2 separate regions of the Ovis canadensis genome follow, and region 2 is linked to region 1. Evidence: chromatin contacts called from public Hi-C data. All regions are on one chromosome and are shown on one strand. Each heading gives the region's core, a stretch centred on a gene start, on an enhancer-like site or on the middle of the called end of the contact. The rest is flanking DNA. Distances are from core to core; before and after follow the strand shown.

Region 1 (7,178 bases), core at 4,491-6,990:
TCCCATGTGGACATCTCCCTCACCCTTTTTGGTTCAATATTCCATGCCAGGCTGCCCCTCCCTGCACCTGGGGAAATTCCTTTCTCTGCTTGGCCTCTGATATCCTGTCTTCAACTACTATAGATCCTCTCCACCAGAACGCTGTTTGCTTGGCCTCGTCTAATGGCTTTTGATCTGAATTGTTCAGTAACAGAATGGAAGGGAAGTGAAAGAGGAAATAGAATCTGAAAGCTGAAATATGGTGTCAGGGAAATGGAAATACAAAATGGGGCAAGTCCCAAAGGCATATTTGTGTATATGGGGCCATGGTGACTTCCACGATTTCTCTGGAGCATAGAGTACATGAGGGGGCTTACCTTATTCGAGGTAAAGATATGGAGCTAATCTGTGATGCTATTGTGGAGGGCCTTAAATGGCTAGGAAATGGTATGCCACTGGCAATTATTACTTAGGTGATTAGCATGATTGGTTTGCACTTCCGAAAAATAAATCACACTGAAGTGTGTAGGAGGTATGGGAAGACAGAACATTATTAGAATAATTTCATTAAGCATTGAGAAACTGGCTTGGACCAGGTCTGCTCTAAAGTGCATGAGAAGAAAGGGTGTCATCATAGGACATTATCATTCCAGAATGCCATTCAGAGCCTGTGTTGGTTTGTGAACATCTGACATTTCACATGAGATACAACTTTCATCAAACAAGCTGCCAGGTGTTTAGCTTTTTATGGATGTTCTGGAAGCTGTAGTTCTTCAGGATTGAGGTACTCATTCCCACAGCCAGGAATTTTGACTGCTGGCAGCTTACATCTCCTTCTTATAAATGTCCTAAGTCAGAGGAAGCTGCCTTGCCCAAGGTTACACTTATTTTTAAAGGGGTGTCCACAGGGACACAAAACTCTGACTTCATTTAATTCAGGACAGCTGTGAAAGGCCATTCCAGCTCCAGACTACCACTAGGGTGGGCTGAGACTGCCTCTGCAATTGTGTTATGTTTCAATTTTTCCTCTGACTATTTCTGCTTTTTCACTCTTCATAGGTTTTGCTTCTGAGAGCATGACCCAATATACCTCCTGCAGGAAGATCTCTGAGTCTCAGGTCTGTTTCTGGGAAACTGGATTTAAGACACACCCAGTCCCAAGCAGCTTCCCTAATAGCTCAGTTGGTAAAGAATCCCTCTACAATGTAGGAGACCCTGGTTAGATTCCTGGGTTGGGAAGATTGGCTGGAGAATGGATAGGCTACCCACTCTGGCTTCCTTTGTGGCTCAGCTGGTAGAGAATCCTCCCACAATGCGGGAGACTTGGGTTTGATCCCTGGGTTGGGAAGATCCCCTGGAGAAGGGAAAGGCAACCCACTCCAGTATTCTGGCATGGAGAATTCCATGGATCCATGGGGTCACAAAGAGTTGGACATGACTGACTTTCACTTTCTTTCAATCCCAAACGCAGATGTTAGTAACCATTTTCTGCCATTGGTTGACATCCCCTGTTGTCACACACAGAGATATTAACTTAGAAGTATTCGGCACCTTCAAAAAACATTTTGTTCACTGTCAGGAACTAGTTCAGACGTTGGGGAAATCTAGCTCTTTAGTGACTATACTGATAAAAGTTTAAATAAACTGTCATCTATAGGTACTTATTGTCTTCCTGTGAATCATGGTAGTTATATAATGAATCACTCTACAGGTACTGTGAATATGAATCACTTCCGTTGTGGTACTTTCCGGGAGCATCCTGTTGGTCACTGTACATGTCATACAAAGTTATTGACTTGTAAATAATATAGATTATATGACCTTTTACACATAAAGGATACATTCATTTCTATTTTCCTGTGTTTATTATTATAGCTTATTTGTCTCTTCTGTTTATTCTTTGCTGGCATCAGAGGAGACAGAAATAAATTAATGATAGGACATTGGAAAGATGAACTCCTGAAAGCATAAGTTATATGCTTAGAATATTACCAGATACCTAGTAGGTATTGATAAATACTTGTTAAACAAAAATTAGTAAATAAATAAATAAAATTTAACATAAAATCCATACAAGCTCTGTGGGTGTAAGAGATGGGACGTGACCAAAGGCCTAGTGGATACTTTAAATCAGGTGTCAATGTCAAGCTACTCTGAGTACCTTAAACTGAGTTTACAGTGTTCTTGGATTTATTAGTATGTTTTAAAATAAGGTAATAAATTCTAATGTTGAACTAGAACTTCAGATTGATGCAAAGAATAACTTTCAAAGAGTAGGGGCTTGTATGGATTATGAAGCAAACTACTTCAGCAGAAATGCAGATAATTTGATCAAAAAGAAATATTTTAGATTTATTTATCTGAATCATTCAGTTGAAGTGTCCCCCCTCTGCTAAAAATCTGCATTTCTTATCTCATTTTTGATTTAAAATAGAAAGTTAAGGTCTTCCCTGGTGGTCCAGTGGCTAAGACCTGTGCTCCCCATAAAAAGGACCTGGTTTCAACCCCCTATTGGTGAACTAGATCCCACACACTCTAAGACCTGAAGAAACAAACTAAAAATAATAAATTAAAAAAATAAAAGAAAGTTAAACAGTGTGCCAGAATGCTTGTAATGGTACAGAAGTCAATTTGAAGCTCTACCTGGCTAGTGTCCAGCTGACACAAGGCCTGAGTCCTCTCTCCCCAGAGTAGGGGAAGAGAAAGTTTTACTGCTGTGACCTCTCCGACTTCATGGCTTGTTGACATTCCTGTCTGCCCTCGCTGTCACCTTCCCTCATTATTTCTTGGAAATAGTGTGACTAACAGCCCTCTTTAGGGACCATCCTAGTTTCTGCCCCAGTTTCAGCACTGAAAGTTGCATGTCCCTGGACACTCTTCAGTCTGGGACAAATCGGGACAGTTGGTTGCCCCAGCAAATTAATGACCTTCCCACTCATTTATATTAGATGAAAATGATTTGATTAATTATTGGCCTGTGCTAGATGAAGCCACATCCCTGCTGAAATGATAAAAATTTTAGAACTGGGCTGGATTAATTACCCAAATAAATCAACAAGGATTAATCTTTCCTTCTTTATCAGGAAAGAAGAACTGAATGAGAGAAGTCTGGGAGGGCCTAGGAATTTGGAGGAAGAACAAGTTTTAATTCCAAAGTATTTTGCTTTAGTTTGTTCCTAGCACAAGATGGATCCTTAAACTAGTTTGTGGAGTCCCAGAAATTGAACAGAAATGGGTCAAGGAACCTGGGGAAAAGAAGCCAATGTATGTGAATTTAAAATACTTCATCATGAGGACAGAGTACATGAGACACATATTTCCTTACCTTCTGTCATCTTCTAACTTGAAAGCAATGGTTATTGCTTTTTGGCAATCCCCCCCAACCCCTATTTTATTCAGTCATGTAATAATATGATAGTCATTGCTAAAGGTATATAGTATCTCAGATTCTATCTTGATTAAAATGAAAGTTGAAAATGGAGATCAGTTTCGACCAACAGTAAATAATAAAAACCTTTAACAAGCTGTTAATATAAGTTTCCTGAAAGTTAACCTGTATCAATTCTGCTATGGGAAGTCAAAGAGATGAATGTTTCCATTACAACCCCATGGACTGTGGCCCACCAGGCTCTTCTGTCCATTGAATTCTCCAGGCAAGGATACTGGCATGGGTTGCTATTCCCTTCTCCAGGGGATCTTCCTGACCCAGGGATTGAACCCAGGTCTCCTGCATTGCAGGTGGATTCCTTACAGTCTGAGCCATGGGATTTCCAGTGTATCCACAACAGGGTCTAAATCTGAAATGAGAGGTGGCAGCATATTCCTGGAGGCCTTATGACTGCAGAAGAATCAGAATTTCAGAAACTTAAGAGAAGATGAGACCAAGGAGCACAGAATTAGGATGCTGATAATATAGCCATCCCTCTCATTGGACTTTTTTTTTTCCCTGGAGCTCACTTACTTGAAAACAATGGAGGATTTGTATTTCTTTCTAACAGAAGTGTTATCTTCCACTCCATCAGCCACTTGGCCCATCAGTACCCTATCAGGTAAGAAGTGGTAGGTCCAGTGGATGATTGTGGAATTTCCATCTCTAAGTGGCAGACATTTCCAAACTGAGGATCCACTTGTATTTACTGAAGTTCTTACCTGTTTCTATATTTATGTTCAGACACTACAGAGATGCTGGTCCAAGGTACCATTTTATTGTGCCCTGGTACTGCACTAGTCTGCTAACTGGTTTTCTTGCTTTCATCCTTGCTGTCTCCAAATTCATTGTATCATATCAGCTATAATGATTTATAAAAAACATATAACAATTTATCCCCTTCCCCACCCCTAGAACTCCTTTAATGGGCTTCAGTTGCACAATATAAAATATTTGAATTCTTTACCACAGTTTATGAAGCACATATACTAGCTAGCCTCTGTCTGGCTCTCTTACTTCCTCTTTCTCATAAAACTTGAGTTACACTGTTTTTCTGTTTCTTGAATGTGCTAAGCTAATACTTCTGGAAAGTTGCAGTCACTGGAAATGTTTCCTCCTCTAGCTCTTGGAATGGCTACCTTCTTTGTTAGTCATTTAGTTGGTCTTTCTCTATCATATGACCGTATTTTAAATCTCTGTGAGCTACCTTCTCTATGGACATTTACTTATGTATTTCTGCCTGCTTTTCCTCCTCAACCAGACTGCAAGCTTCATGGAAACTGGGGCTTGTCATCTTATTCTGAGCTTTTACTCTAGGTCCTAGAACAGTGCCAGGCATATTGTTGTTGTTTTAGGCGCTAAGTTGTGTCCCACTCTTTTGCACCTCCAAGGACTTATAGCCTGCCAGGCTTCTCTGTCCATGGGATTTCCCAGGCAAGAATACTGAAGTGGGTTGCTATTTCCTTCTCCAGGGGTCTTCCCGACCCAGGGACTGAACTGAGTTTCTTGCATGAGCAGGCAGATTCTTTACCTAAAGCAGATACTAAGGTGATGGATTTCTGCCTTCAAACAGCTTGCAAATCTGGTTGTAGTCAAAGACAGTGTAAACAAAAAGTTAAATATGCACCACAACTATTCAAATTGCTGAGACAACATGTAATGTAGTACTATATGAACTTTTTATCATAAAGCCTTGACTTAATTCAAATGAAGAGGAGGTGACACTGAATGTTACTCTCAATCACTGGTGTGCATACCAGTGGGATTCCCTGGTGTCTCAGTGGTAAAGAATCCGCCTGCCATACTGAAAACTCAGGAGAGGAAGGTTCAATCCAGGATGGGGAAGATACCCTGGAGGAGGAAATGGCAACCCACTCCAGTATTCTTGCCTGGGAAATCCCATGGACAGAGGAGCCTGAGGGAAGTACAGTCCATGGGGTCTCAAAAGAGTCGGACACAACTGAGCGACTAACATACCGGTCAGATGGTTAGGCTCTAAAAGTCAGTTTCCACCGGCGAGGAGGTTGCGGTAGGGGCAGAGAGGAGAGGTTGAGTGCAGAATGAATGAGTAAGCAGAGAATCCAAAATGCCTGCAAACTTTTGCTCCTGTGCAAGTTTGGCAAGGGTGACCCAGTTGGCTCCGAGATGAAATTCTCAATATCTGGAGCTTGAGATGAATGTCAGTGGGATGCAATGTTTTGAGGTACAGCTGTTCATTCCTGAAGTTTCCCACCCTTACTCCCCCAACTCCCCCTCTCCCCCCACAGAGAAGTTTCTAGTCTTAATGAGATGAAACAATGAGGTAGGTTTATTTAAGAAAAAAAAAAAAAAAAGAGGAAGTTGTCTACTTTAGATACCAGAGCAGCAAGTGCGCTTGTGATAATGGGGGTGAGGCAGAGAGAGGGGGTCATGCCCTTTCTCAGGACCGCTAGACCTCAGTCTCCCAACCCCGCCACGGGATGCTCTGCACAGCTGCTGCAACAGGCCGAGCCTGCAGGGTACAGGAAGGGGGGTTGTTTAGTTTCTAGAGGACATCTGTTTTTCTAAACTACTTCTCTCCTTTCCAAAAGCTGGCAAGCCTTAGTCATCTCGGCTCGGCACGAACCCACAAGTGTGCGTGTGTGGCTCGGCTCAGGCCCCGCCCTCGGGCGCACACAGCCACCGCGGAGACCCGGCCGGATTGCGGTTCTGGCCTTGGCTGCGAGTGGCTTCTCCGGAGCCGCCCGGCCTCCTCCCCTAAAGAGGACGGCCCGGCCGCCGCGCGGTGCCAGAGCCGAGTACGAGGAAGAAAAGTTTGCAGTGCCGGGCGGAGGCGGGGAACCCGAACCGAGCGCTCCTCCGTTTTCAAGTGTACGCGGCGGCGGCCGCGTCCCGGGCGGCCCTCCTGGAGGACCCGAGCTCTGTAGCGGAGGCTGGAGGCTCGACCCGAGGCGGCGGAGGAACTTCTGCGAGCAGTCGCCGCGGGCCCCGGTGACCTGCAGGAACTCTCCGGAATCGGGAGGGGGAGGGCCGGATCGCTCTTCCACGGGGATTCGTCAAGAGTTCCGGCGGCAGCTGCGGCGGCGGCGGAGTCTCCCTTTGTCCTGCTAGGACCTCCCTCCTTCCCTGTCTCCCTCCCTCTGTCAGTCAGTGGGTCCCGCTGGCCCAGGCGCCGGCGCCCTAAGGGACTCGCTATCCCCCCCACCTCAGGGTGCGTCCCTGGTCACTCCCACCACCCTAGCGTCGCCGCCGAGTGGAGCCGAGCCGAGCCGAGGGGGGCTGCGAGCAGGAGGGAGCCGCAGACCCCCGGCCGCAGGATGGTGGCGGGGCTCTCCCCGGCCCGCTGTCCCGGGCGCTGGCTGATCCCTGGGCTGTGGCTGCTTGCTCTCAGCGGTCCCGGGGGGCTGCTGAGCGCCCAGGAGCAGCCCTCCTGCCACGGAGCCTTTGATCTCTACTTCGTCTTGGACAAGTGAGTGCGGGAAAAGGGATCCAGGGTCTCCTGGGCAGAGTGGCCCTGGGTGGTGAGCTGTGGTGGGGGGAGGCTGAGCTGTCTGTGCGACCTGGGGAGGGGTGAGGGGCAACTCCGGTGATGGGCGCCCTGTTGCTATCTCTGTCCGAAAGCCGAGTGCTTTCGGATCTGTGCGGGCTGTGGGGTAATAGGAGGAGCCCGGAGCTGCTAGGCTCTCTAGGGAGATGGGCAGTCACTGCTGGCCAGTGGCTGGGTTTCTTAGGAAATGGGAGTGCTGTCACTTGGGGTAACCTTCTGCGACCCTAGGACCCACATAAGACTCCT
Region 2 (7,655 bases), core at 54-2,553, 110 kb before region 1:
GGCCGGGGCGGGACGTCCGGGAGGAGCCCCCCCTCGGGCAGGGGGTCCGGGGTGCGGGGCGCCCCCTCCTGGAGGCCGCGCGGCGCTCACCTCGGCGGTCCCGCGGCTGCTGGGGGTCGGCGCCGGCTCGGCCCGCGGCGCCGGGGACCTGGAGGTGGTGCGGGGTAGGGAAGTCACGAGACGGAGGCGGTGTGAGGGTGCCAGGGCGGCGGGCCGGCTCCCTCCCCTCCCGCGCTCTACCCCGCGCGCTCCTCACCTGGGGCCTGGTGGGCTCCTTCCCCGCGGGCACAGCTCTGGCGCGCCCCTCGGCGGCCCGGCTCCTACCCCAAGCCGAGCCGGCGTAGGAACCCGCCCTCCTGGCGGAGCAGTCGCGGTCTCCGCCGCCGCAGCAGCTGGGAGGGAGGGAGCGACCGGCGGCTGCTGCCGGGCGGCGTCTGGGGGCCGCGAGCCGAGCGCTAGGAGCCGCCATCTGGAGCCTCGGCTGCGGGCGGGGGTGCGGGTGCCAGGGAAGGGGCCGGGCGACTGGGCCCGGGGCGCGCGAGGGGCTGGAGTCCGAGCGGCGTGGGAGCGGAGGCCTGGGGGTGTGATGGGGAATGTGCGGGAGGGGGAGCAGAGGTCTGCCCCCTTTCGAGCCCCCCTTGAATCCCGGGGCAGTCCCGACCCGGAGGTCTAGCGAAAGAGCGAGACACCCGCGTGGCAGTCCCTCCCCCTCGCGGGGTGGAGAGCTGAGGGGGGGAGGGCGGTGTGGGGACCAAAACACTCTTACACGCTCACACACCCGCTGCCCATCAGAAGTGGTTTTCTCATTTCCCTTTCCTCCCACCTTGTCCATCCCACTCCAGGAAACAGTCCCCTCCACACGGCGTGGAGTTTTGGACACCTCCACATCACTCCAGAGAACTTTTTCAGCCAGAACGTGGGGCAGACACTGACAGGATACCATCCTTGGGGATAAATACCATCTAGTTTCCGGTGGGCGGTGGAAAAGGAAGGGGGTGGTGGGGTGGGGGGAGCGCATTCTTGCACTTTTAGCGTAGGGTGGAGGGGGGCGCGGAGGATAGGGAATGTCATTTCTCCCCCCTCTCTCTCTCTCTCTCTCTTTTTGTATTTCAGCTTTAATGTTTTTATATCTTTAACTAAAATATCCTCTGTCCTAAATTTGGATGGGGGCGGGGAGAAGAAACTCAAGAAGAAAGGCGACGAATGCGGGAGAGAGCCAACGAACTCCAGCCCTCCAGCTTCCGGGCTGTCTCTGAGGGAGATGCCCTCAGCCATAGGTTTTAGCTCAGTGCAGGGGGAACTGATTGGGTGTATGGGTGGTGGCGGGAAGTCCGGATTAAAAAAAAAGAAGAAGCCATGCTCACTCCCACCCCAAGGCATTAAAAGACACTCCCTCCCCCAGCTGTCTCGTGTCCGGCAGAATGGCATTATGTAAAAGATCTGGCATGTCACCCAGTGGCACATCTGGTAGGTGTAGATGACATTCATTAGCACAGGGCTTCTACTCCGCAGCATGCCAAAGCCCTGACAGAGATGCCCGCTGCCAATCATTCATTCGCTGCCAATCCCAGAGCGAGGCCGGGCGGGATGGCTCCCTTCCACCCTGGCACAAGGACTGGAGGAAACAATGTGCTGAGATACGAAGAGATGAAAGCGGGGTTGAGGATGCAAGGCACCCAACAGATGTATCCCGTGAGGAGATAACGGGGCGAAGAGTCATTTAGCAACAAAGCATATGCAGGGTCTCAGGAGGGAGGCTTGGGCAGTGGTCTGCCTGCCTAGGGATGCGCTGAGGGAGGGGCAGGGGAAGCCCTTCAAAACCTCAAAGTTGGAGCTGCTCCTCTAAAAATACACAAAGATCAACCCCCTCCCACATGACCTGTTAAGACCACTCTCTCTCTCCTACCCTCTCTCTTTCTCTCTCCCCCCAGCACTGCCCCACCCTGTCTGTACCTCTGTGTCCCTCACTAGCTCTGAAAAGATGCACTTCTCTGCCCTCTTCAAGCTTTCTGGTCACCTATATAAGGGACACCTTCCTGTTTTTAATGTTCCACCGCAGTCTTTGCCTTGTAATTTGAGGAGGAAGGGAGTCTGTCAGGCTACCTTTACTGCATTTGAAAAAGTAAAGTGTGTTTGGGGACTAAGTGTTGCATATATTAACAACTTAAGCGAAAAAAAAGGGAAATGTCTTGTTTCAATTTCTAGCCTTTCAAAGGGCATAGAGATGAACAAGGGAAAGCAAGGGAATTTTTAAAGCAGCAAAGAATGGATAAATGCAAAATGCAGGATAGAAGTTTCCTCTGAGGGTTTTTTTTTTTTTTTCCTTAGGCTGGGTTGTGGTTACCTAGGTGGACAGCATATTGTTGTTTTTTTTTTTAATGTCAGGCACATATTTTATAGATATTCTTTTTGTCCATTCCATATTTAATAAAACAACAACAAAACTCAGAGGCTTTAGGGCTTGTGGAACTCAGTATTCGAGTATAACAGCTTGTTATTGAATATATGTATACATATTATATATAAAATTATAATCTTTTTAGTGTAAATATGTACTATGAAATATTTGGGTCATTCTTATACTGGCTCATGATCACAAGATGACTGCCATAATTCCAGGCATCACACCATTAAGAAAGGGAAGGGCAAAGAAAAGTAGTTCTTTCCTTTTATGTGAAGGAAATACTTTTGGTTTTTATTTATTCCCTGGCCACAGATACTTGCAAAGTCTGGGAGAACCAACCTTTAAAATGTAAAAAGATAGAGATAAGGATATTGGGAATGGTTGTGAGTTGCAACCAAAGGCGTCAGGCAAAAAGCTCAGGGCAGAGAAGACTTAATGCTAGCATCAGGCAAGAGCAGATTATCACACATTATTTTAAATAAAAGTCTTTTGTTCTTATTATTGTCATTAAAACTTATCAGGCAGGGATACCGAACTTGAATTTAGCAACTTCTTTGTGAGTTTCATCAAATTCTATTTCAAAATAAAGGCTCAAGCTTACTCAACATGTTTATAAGACGGAGACATAAACTCTGACTTATATCTGAATAAAATTAGTTTTGGGGGGAAAAATATAAATAGAACTAACTTGTTTACAAACCTAAATGAAGCAAGGAAAATGACTCCTGTTAGAAGGACCAGAGTTTTAATCCCAACTCTGTTAACTCACTAGATGTGTGACTTTGGATATTTTTCTGGTTTAAGTCTATATCCTTACCTATAGCCATGGCTTCCCTTGTGGCTCAATTGGTAAAGAATCTGCTTGCAATGCAGGAGACCTGGGTTCGATTCCTGAGTCGGGAAGATCCCCTGGAGGAGGAAATGGCAACCCATTTCAGTATTCTTGCCTGGAGAATCCCATGGACAGAGGAGCCTGGCAGGCTGTAATCCATGGGGTCGCAAAGAGTCAGACACAACTAAGCGACTAAACCACCACCATCACTTTATCTGTAAATTGGTTAATAATGTGTTAACCTTGCAGGGTTATGGTAAGACTTAGAAATACTGACAGGTTTTAAAATGTAGTAATTGTTAGGGACCCAGTAGGAATCAGAATTCAGCCAAGCGGATCAAACGAAGAGATTACTTAAAAAGAGGTGGGCACAGCTGTGGGAACAAATGAGAAAATGAAACACACAGAAATAGCACCACAAGAAGCTCTTAGGAGAGGAATTAGAGTTTCTATAGCCCAGTAAGGACTGGAACCTTGGAGACGAGCTCAGGAGTACAAGCTACTGCCAGAGAGGCCATGGCATAGCAAGGAGAGAGAAGGGATGCAACACCCTAGTCTTTCTCATCTCACATCTTTCAATTTCATGTTAATATCTTCTGTTGGCCCAACCCAACTGGGAACTAGTTGGCAACGTACTGGGACATGATGCTGGATCTACATGGGTCAGCTTTTGAGGACCTCAAGTCAGGCTTAGAAGGCTGGAGAATGGATCTTGGGGAGAATAATCAGCAAGTAGCTATTATTATTCATCAAAAAGTTTGTCTGAGAACTCTCTGCAAACCTCTTTGAAGCACAATTCCAACTGGAAGTAAAAACTTAACAGGCTTTAAGTAAACCTAACCATCCAAGTTTTTAAGAGTCATCTCTCAGAGCCCTTTGGCTGCAAGTTCCTACTAGCACTGATTTCCAGAGGTCTTGGCAGGCTGTGTAAGCCAAGACCTGGAAGAATTTTAGAGTACACCCTATTGACTTCCTTTGGGCATCCCTAGGTCTCTCATCATTTTGTGGTTTCCTGTGTCGGCCTCAGTCTTGCTAGACCTGGTTAGTCACTTGCTGACTGTTGCTTTCAAGAAAGTCAGCCAAGATTCAGCAAAAAGTGACTACTTCATAACAAATCAACCTCTCAGCAACGGCAAATCCTACTAACACATTTTCTTGAGTTCAGAGTCTGTGTGGACTTCAGATTGAAGTAACTTTTCCTCTTCCTGATTTTGCCAGCCCTATCCTTTCCTCCTATACCTGAACTAACCCATAGGCGAAATGATGAAAAACAGTGGTAAAGAAACATGTTCTTTTTTCTAATTTTATATAAAATTATAACTAATATCAGAATCTTGAGTGTTCACACTACATATTAGTACAATAAAAAGCCACATATTTGAATTTCCTAGGCACTGAGTTTAAAAATTTGTGAGGCCTGATACAAAATTAAAAGTCACTCTTTAAATGGAGAGAAACATTTCAGAAAAATAGAATATGAAGAGTGAGATTCAAAGATGAATAATTTGGAAGTACTATATACAACTAAACAATGAATCAAAATGAATACTCAAAAGTGTTTAAATGCAAACATAGAGATCAATAGAACAGAATAGAGAGCCCAGAAATAAACTAACACACTGTCAATTAATTTATGACAAAGGCAAGAATATACAATGGAGAAAAAACAAGTCTTTTCAGCAAACAATGTTGGAAACACTGAACAGCTACATGTAAATTAATGAAATTAGAACACTCCCTCATAGCATATACAAAAGTAAATTCAAAATGGTTTGAAGACCTAAATATAAGACATGATACCATAAAACTTCTAGAAAAGGACATGGGCAAAACACTTTCTGACGTAAATTGTAGTAGTATTTTCTTAGATCAGTTTCCCAAGGCAAAAGAAATAAAAGCCAATGAGACCTAATCAAACTTAAAAGCTTTTGTACAGCAAAGGAAATCGTCAACAGAACAAAAAGGCAACCTATGAAGTGGGAGAAAATATTTGCAAATTATGAGACCAATAAGGGATTCATATCCAAAAATATACAAATAGCTCATACAACTCAATCAATATGTATGCTAACAATGAATAATTAGATACCAAATATTTTCTGTATTACTAAAGCTCCTGATAAAAGAGGGAACTACCTGTGAATAAGTCTAACTAAATTGTGTAGGATTATATGCTGAAAACTAAAAAGTGCTGACTAAAGAAATTAAAGAACATTTAAATGATGGAAAGATATATCTCACTCATGGTTTGCAATACTCAATGTAGGAAATAAATAACAAAAAAGAGATACAAATGCAGCTTTTATTTTAGATTTTTTGGCAAAGGTGCAAAAATAATTAAATGGAAAAATGAATAGACTTTTCAATAGATGTTTTTGCAGCAATTGGACATCCATATGCCAAAGCAGAAGAAAGTAATAAAATCTCACACTTATTACATCAATATTAATACACAATAAATATAGATCTAAATCTAAAACCTAAATCTTATAGAACTTTTAGAAAAAAAAAAGAAATAAGTCTTTATGACTTGGGTTTAGGCAAACTTTATGACTTGGGGATATCAAGAGCATGACTGAAAAAAGGCAAAAATATAACTTGGACTTAATAAAAATTTAAAACTTCTTCTCTGTGAAAGCCTCTGTTAAGAGAATGGATAAACAAACTCAGGCCAGGAGAACACATTTGTAAATCATATATCTAACAAAAAACTTGTATCCAAAATGGAAAAAGAACCCTTAAAACTCAACCATAAGAATATAAGGAGCTCAATTAAAATATGAGTAAAGGGTTTAAACAGATACTCACCAATCAAATGAAGACATGAAATGATGTTCAACATCTTTAGATACTGCAGATATGAAAATTAAAACTACAGTGATTTTCAATACTTGAATAGTTTAAAAGAATATTGCTAATACCAAGTATAAGTGTATTAGTCTGCTTGGGCTGCTGTTTTCAGAATATCTTAGGCCTGGTGGCTTAGACAACAGGAATTTCTCATAGTTCTGGGGACTGAAAATTCAAAATCAGGATCCCGACATGGCTGGGTTCTGAGGAAAACCCTTTTCCTGTTTTGCAAGTACTACTTTCTTGCTATATTCCCATATAGTAGAAGGAGAGATCATTTTTATTCAGTCTCTTCTGATGTGGGCACTAATCCCATTCATTTTGGGTGGCCCCACAGGGCATGGCTTAGTTTGAGTTATACAGGGCTGTGGTCCTAGTGTGATTAGATTGACTATAGTTTTCTGTGATTATGGGTTCAGTGTGTCTGCCCTCTGATGCCCTCTTGCAACACCTACCGTCTTACTTGTGTTTCTCTTACCTTGGACCTGGGGTATCTCTTTACAGGTGCTCCAGCAAAGCACAGCTCTTGTTCCTTACCTTGGACAAGGGGTATCTCCTCACTGCCGCCCCTCCTGGCCTTGAACTTGGAGTAGCTAGGTCCTCCTGCGCCACGCAGCGACCGCTCCTTGGACCTGGGGTTGCTCATCCCGGCCACTGCCCCTGGCCTCGGGCATGGGATAGCTCCTCCAGGCCACCGCCCCTGCCACCCTACTTATTTAACTTATATACAGAGTACATCATGAGAAACACTGGGCTGGAAGAAGCACAAGCTGGAATCAAGATTGTTGGGAGAAATATCAATAACCTCAGATATTCAGATGACACCACCCATATGGCAGAAAGTGAAGAGGAACTAAATAGCCTCTGGATAAAAGTGAAAGAGGAGAGTGAAAAAGTTGGCTTAAAGCTCAACATTCAGAAAACGAAGATCATGGCATCTGGTCCCATCACTGCATGGCAAATAGATGGGGAAACAGTGGAAACAGTGTCAGACTTTATTTTTGGGGCTCCAAAATCACTGCAGATGTTGACTGCAGCCATGAAATTAAAAGATGCTTATTCCTTGGAAGAAAAGTTATGAGCAACCTAAATAGCATATTCAGAAGCAGAGACATTACTTTGCCAACAAAGGTCCATCTAGTCAAGGCTATGGTTTTTCCAGTGGTCATGTATGGAAGTGAGAGTTGGACTGTGAAGAAAGGTAAGCTCCAAAAAATTGATGCTTTTGAACTGTAGTGTTGGAGAAGACTCTTGAAAGTCCCTTGGACTACAGGGAGATCCAACCAGTCCATTCTGAAGGAGATCAGTCCTGGGTATTTTTTGGAAGGAATGATGCTAAAACTGAAATTCCAGTACTTTGGCCACCTCATCCGAAGAGCTGACTCATTGGAAAAGACTTTGATGCTGGGAGGGATTGGGGGCAGGAGGAGAAGGGGACGACTGAGGATGAGATGGCTGGATGGCATCACTGACTCGATGGATGTGAGTCTGAGTGAACTCCAGGAGTTGGTGATGGACAGGGAGGCCTGGCATGCTGCGATTCGTGGGGTCGCAAAGAGTCAGACATGA

What was found. A called contact is a pair of places that touch in the nucleus more often than the background predicts.
Region 2: a Hi-C map of lung shows a contact between it and region 1, with 3 times the contacts expected there. The contact joins the enhancer-like site here to the promoter of ANTXR2 in region 1. A contact is called at or near these places in 2 of 2 Hi-C or Micro-C datasets (fibroblasts and lung).

What each region holds. Positions count from the first base shown.
Region 1 is chr6:111,346,369-111,353,546 of ARS-UI_OviCan_v2, reverse strand. ANTXR2 (ANTXR cell adhesion molecule 2) reads left to right here and starts at 5,740. Exons shown (of 17, transcript XM_069594457.1): 1 at 5,740-6,854. The coding sequence starts at 6,703.
Region 2 is chr6:111,448,244-111,455,898 of ARS-UI_OviCan_v2, reverse strand. No RefSeq gene overlaps it. Among named protein-coding and RNA genes, the nearest start is that of PRDM8, 16 kb to the left of the region's middle. Within about 2 kb of position 1,303, the one cell type or tissue checked has open chromatin away from gene starts, as enhancers often do. A contact at or near this core is called in fibroblasts, where this site is marked.